2 separate regions of the Oryctolagus cuniculus genome follow, and region 2 is linked to region 1. A link is a contact called in public Micro-C data. All regions are on one chromosome and are shown on one strand. The core of a region is the stretch at or near the end of the contact, and the rest is flanking DNA. Distances in the headings are between cores, read along the strand shown.

Region 1 (2,700 bases), core at 14-2,513:
AGGCAGGTTCACCTGTCACGGAACCGGGCTTGGCATTCACTGGGCCGAATTTTGATCGAGCGGTGGCTGTACGTGAAGCCCTGTGGGAATTAAAGGTACATCAGATGGATGAGGGCTTGTTCTGTGCTTCAGCTGGGCGTGACGGACAGTAGGCAAATAAGCAGGCAGGTCATTTTGTGCAGAGGGGAGCGCTGGGGCTCACTGGAGACCTCGTGGCCCAAGACAAACAGCTGGGTTTGCAGCCTCTTGCAATGTCTTTGAGCGACGACAAGGAAGCTCGGAGCTTCCAAGGCCTTCGTAAAGTTCCACGTGCATGATCCAAACTCAAAAGGGCAGCAGAGCGACCTTTCCACTCAGGTCTCTTTCAAAAAGCCGGGGTGAGGAGAAAACATGGCATACATGGGGAAAGCCGTAAACCTCAGTCAGTGGAGAAATGGAAATAGCTTACGATGGCGGTTACAGGACAGCTGCGCTACACGGTGCGCCGCAGAGAGCAGAGGAAGAAGGCCAGGTCGGAGGAGCCCTCGCGGGGCCGCGACCCCCGGCCGGCGGCGGGCGCCTCACCGCAACCCGACTGAAGGCGGCGCCCAGAGAGGCTGAGGGGCCGGCGGCAGCCCGCCCGCACCCGGACTAGTCCCGGGGCCCTCTCCCGGTGCGAACCCGGGAACGCGGGGTGCGGAACCCGCAGGCCCGGAGACTCTAAGACGTCCCTCAGAGTTCCAGCCGCGCCTGCCCCACGTCCCGCAGGGAAACTCCGCGGGGTCATCGTCCCCGCATCTCATTTCCACTCGCGTGTCACAGACGCCGCCAGCTCAGGTGCCAGCGCCAACCCGGTGCCTCCCGAAAGCCCTGCTCACGCAGCAGTGCAACCCCGCCCCGTCCGTAACCATGGGAACGGCGGACACGCCGCAAGCCGGAGAAGCCCCGCTCCATTCCGCCCCCTCCCTGACAGATATTGTTTCCCACTGCCTGTCCACATGGGCGCACCGCCTCACTATTGGTCCGTGCCCCAGGACAGTGCTTTCCTCCAGCCAATAAACGGCCTGTGCACGTGCTCGCCTACGTCTCCCGATTGGTCAACACTGCCTGATCACGCACTGCCTTCCTGCGCCAGCCCGTGCGTGGGGGCGCCAATGAAATGACTCAGTAGTCATGAACAACCAATCGGCAAGAAGCAGGGCTCACAGCTGACCTATGGGAGCGCGCCGGGGGTGGGCTGTCCAGGACCCGTTCCTGTCCCTCTTGGGTTTGTTAAAGCGACAGGCCCCGCGGCGAGCCGGTGCTCCACCGGGCACGGCACAGCGGCCGCGGTGGCCCTCGGCGTGCGGCGGGCGCCCGTGACAGCGGCGCCGCTGGGCTCGCGACCCCGGCTCCGGGCCTCTGCGGACAGCAGGAGCGGAGCCCCGTCGCCCGCCGGGATGGGCGGCGAGGCGGGGTCTGCGGCGGCCCTGGGCTCCGAGGGCCGCGTGAAGAGCTTGGGACTGGTGTTCGAGGACGAGCGCAAGGGCTGCTACTCGAGCGGCGAGACGGTGGCCGGGCACGTGCTGCTGGAGGCGGCCGAGCCGGTGGCCCTGCGCGCGCTGCGCCTGGAGGCCCAGGGCCGTGCCACGGCCGCCTGGGGCCCGGGCGCCGGCGCGGCGCCGGCCGCCGCCTCGGAGGTGGAGTACCTGAACGTGCGCCTGAGCCTGCGCGAGCCCCCGTCCGGTGAGCGCTGGGGGCCCCGGGGGGCGCGCGGGCGGGAGGCGCACCTGGCAGGTGGGCCCCGGGCGCCCGGCGCGGCGGCGGGTCACAATGCCCGCGCCCCTGCCCGGCCGCCGCGGTGGGCGAGTCTCGGCAGCAGCTGGAACCCGGAGCCGGGGCGCGAGCCGTCGCCATGGGAACCTGCGCTCGGACAGCTGGACAGCTGGGGGCCCGGGGATGCCGGCCGGGTCCGCAGCGCCCAGGGCTTCTGGGGCGTCTCCTGCCCGGCCTGAGCCTGCGCGCCCCTGCCTGGTTCGGGATGAATTAGCAGAAACTCGAGTCCTGCGGGGAGGGCAGGGCAGTGGCAGGAAAGGTTCCTGGACCTGACCCCCTGGGCACCGTCGCCGACCCTGGGGTCCTCTTCCTCGCCGCACCCCTCTTCCCTGCCAGGTGTGCGTGCGCTCTTGGGCGCGCCTCGCCCTCGCACGTGGGAGGCGTCCCCCAAAGTGCCCACGCGGGGACCCCCCCTGCTTGGAGGGGTGCTCCTTTCGCAGTAGGCGCGGAGAGGGATTCCCTGGACCCTGGGCCCAACCAGGGTCCACAGGTGGGAGCCCTTCCGAGCCCTCTTACCCCTCCGCCCCTTAAGCTTTGCTGCCAGGTAAGATGGTGGCACCCCCCCCCCCCGGAAGGGTAAACTGAGGCTCGCCGGGTCTCGCAGGATACAGAATGGGCCGTTTTGTCCTGGCCTGGGGCCACTGTCACTGGCTTAGCCAGCTGACACCCCAGACGGTTGCTTGGACCCCGCCTTGCCGCCCTCTGCCCCCTGGTTTATGGCATGGACCATGCTCGCCCCTCCCAGTGGTGACAGGGACACAGATTTCCAAGATGGCCGACCCAAGGGAGCAGGGACCTGGGTTTTGTCCAAGGTGTCTGTGTTTCCAGGGCCCGTGGGTGCTGGGTGAATAGATGGAGAATTGAAAGAAGGCGCTCCTGGGCTTAGCAATGCAAATGGCTTTGGTA
Region 2 (2,700 bases), core at 171-2,670, 48 kb after region 1:
AACTGTGCATGAAAAACAAACGTGTTGACTCTCTCTGAAGAGCCTCCGTTTTGGCCACGGCAGCGTTTCTCCGTGTGACCTCTCATTATTCACCCGATTTGGCTCCGCACCACGACTGGCGGTTTTCTAAAAGCTAAAGTTTTAAGAATTCTGCTGCCGGGCTTCCCGGGAATTCCCAGAGTGCTCTGAACACTGGCAGCAGGGCTGGATTAATGGGAAATTTCCCATCCAATCTGCTGGGAAGGAGTCCAGGGCCATATGCCCGGATCAGGTTGGGAGCTCTGGCGACCACATCAGTCCCAGAACACACATCATTTGCCTGCAACTTAAAAACCAATTTCTGCCATCCCCAACAAGCCTCCAGCGACTCCCACCTATCTCTGCTCACTCTGTGCAGTATAATGGAATTTAATAGGCAGCTGCTCTGTCGTGGCTGAGCTCAAGAAGTCAGCACGATTATTCTCAGCCCAGGGCCACACTGAGAAAGGCAGAGACACAAAGAAATCCCAAGGAGAGGTGGCTTGGAAATCCCCTAGGAGAGAGTCATGTCTACAGGAAGTGGCTTTGCGGCTGGTCTGTGGCAGATTGCTTCTCTAACTTAGAGCTGATTTGCTTTTGATAAAAGCAAAGTCCTTCGTACACTGCAGGGGGAAGATGCTAAGTGCCCCAGCGGTTGTGGGCTTAGCTGTGTTCCCTGCTCTCTGTCTAGACACCGCAGTCTCCCCCAGGGCCTCCGAATGTGGCCACCTCTGCCCAGAAGGCCTTCAAGGAGGCGAGTTCTGCTGTGGCTGATGGCCTCAAAGCCAGAAGAGGCCGGCCGTGCAGACAGCAGGAGACGGAGAGGCCTCGGGAGGCATTGCCAATGGCTCAAGTAGTTCGTTCCCTGCCACCCACAGCGGAGACCTGGATGGAATTCTGGGCTCCTGGTTTTCAGCCTGGCCCAGCCCTGGCTCTTATAGGCATTTGGGGAATAAAACCATGGCCGGAAGACCTCTCTTTGTCTGTCTTTTAAAATAAATAAATAAATTCAAAATTTTAAAAAGTGAAAGTGAGTGTGAGGGGCCGGTGCTGTGGTGATGTAGGTTAAGCCTCTGCCCGCTGCTCTGGCATCCTATATGGGCACTGGTTCGTGTCCCCACTGCTCCTCTTCCGATCCGGCTCTCTGGTAGTGGCCCGGGAAGGCCGTGGAGTGAACCAGTGGATGGAAGGCCTTTCTCTCTCTCTCTCTCTCTCTCTTTCTCTCTCTGTCTCTCCAACTCTGGCTTTCAAATAAATAAATAAACCTTTAAAAAAAAAGACATCTAGAGCACAATGCAAACGTTCCTGGCGAAAGAGGAAGCAGATCTACTGACTGAGGCCTGGGCCTGGTGAGTGACAGTCCCCACTGCCTCGGGGAAGGAACTCCCTGGGCAGCAGGAAATTTGGCAATCTGTCATGCACACCACATGCCGCCTCCATTACTCACCCACCGAGGCTGGTTCTGCGAGTGAGAGAGAGAGCAAGGTCGACCAATCAGCTAATAGAGGCTCCATGCACATTCAGGACCGGCAGGAGGAAAACTCACTTGCAACCCAGGGCTGAGGCTGATCCATGGTCACAAACACAACCCAGTCTCCATGGAGTTAAAGACCACTGGTGCCTGGCGGTTCTCAGTTCCCGAAGCTTCCTTCTGGAAAAGCTAAGCTAGGTGTCTGCTCTCCTGCCCCGTGTGCCCACGCTTCCTCTCTTCGAAGCCTGAGTACCAGCCTGAGCTGCTGGACGGATGGCTGACAGTGCTCCGAGCCTTCTTCCCCCGCTGGCTTCTCTTTATGTTCCTGACACTGCCCTGAACCCCTGTGAGCACCCCCGCCTGGAACACTGACCTCACCTGTCATTCTCTGCTCTTACCACTTCGCCCAAACAAGGCCAGCATTTCTTTCTTCTCTTCAAGCTAGTCCAGTGGAAGATGAACGGATATCCAGGGTGATATCCAGAGCTATTTCTGGTCATGTCAACCAGGTCAATACAATACGAGGAAAACCACAGTATTCGGGCAACTTGGCAAAGAAACAAGAACGCCAACACAGGGAGGAGTCTCTGGCACTTTATTAAAGCTCTCCTTTCTCATGCAGCTAAAGCAGCAACACATTCATTGTTGACCTCAACCGTTTGATTCATCAGTGTAGCTCAACCAACTCGTGCCACTGGTGCGTGGCCTACAGCTTCCTGTTTCCTGTGGGTGTTCCTCTTTGTCATTAGCTCCTTGGTGACATTCAGCAGAAGAGGTCCTGGGGGAGACAATGAGCATGTTTAGAGAGGTGAGCAGTCCCAGCGATTAAGGGTGGGGAGGAACCAGATTAGTCAGCAGCGCAACAGCATGCCACCATTCCAGATCCTTCAGGAAACTGGGTGGCATCGTGGCCCAGTGGCCGCTTCCTGCTGGGAAGCCACACCCCTGCTCTGAGTCTTGCCACTCCTCAGTGTCAGCATCACAGATCTATACGGAAGGCACTGGTGTTTTCCAATCTTAGACCCTTGGATTCCAGGCCTTACATAATTTTCCAAAAATCAGTAAGGAATTTGGGAAATCTGTCAAACTACCTGTTTTGTTTTGTGCATTTAATATCTTCTTGTTGCTGTGTGAGATGTAAGGGAGCTCATGAAGCTCTGTGAGTTAATTACAATCAGGACAGTGACGACTCACATTCTCAGGGCTTGTGC

What was found. Hi-C and Micro-C count contacts between places; a contact is called where the count stands out from the background.
Region 2: a contact with region 1 is called in a Micro-C map of ear pinna, with 2.9 times the contacts expected there. The contact joins the enhancer-like site here to the promoter of ARRDC4 in region 1. A contact is called at or near these places in 2 of 6 Hi-C or Micro-C datasets (ear pinna and an unstated tissue).

The regions. Positions count from the first base shown.
Region 1 is chr12:7,914,905-7,917,604 of mOryCun1.1, forward strand. It overlaps ARRDC4 (arrestin domain containing 4), which reads left to right and starts at 1,264. Exons shown (of 8, transcript XM_051822982.2): 1 at 1,264-1,704. The coding sequence starts at 1,419. LOC103352189 (a long non-coding RNA gene) reads right to left here and starts at 2,135. Exons shown (of 6, transcript XR_007910595.2): 1 at 1,668-2,135; 2 at 1-80.
Region 2 is chr12:7,962,546-7,965,245 of mOryCun1.1, forward strand. No RefSeq gene overlaps it. Among named protein-coding and RNA genes, the nearest start is that of ARRDC4, 48 kb to the left of the region's middle. Within about 2 kb of position 1,421, at least 1 of the 8 cell types and tissues checked has an H3K27ac peak or open chromatin away from gene starts, as enhancers often do.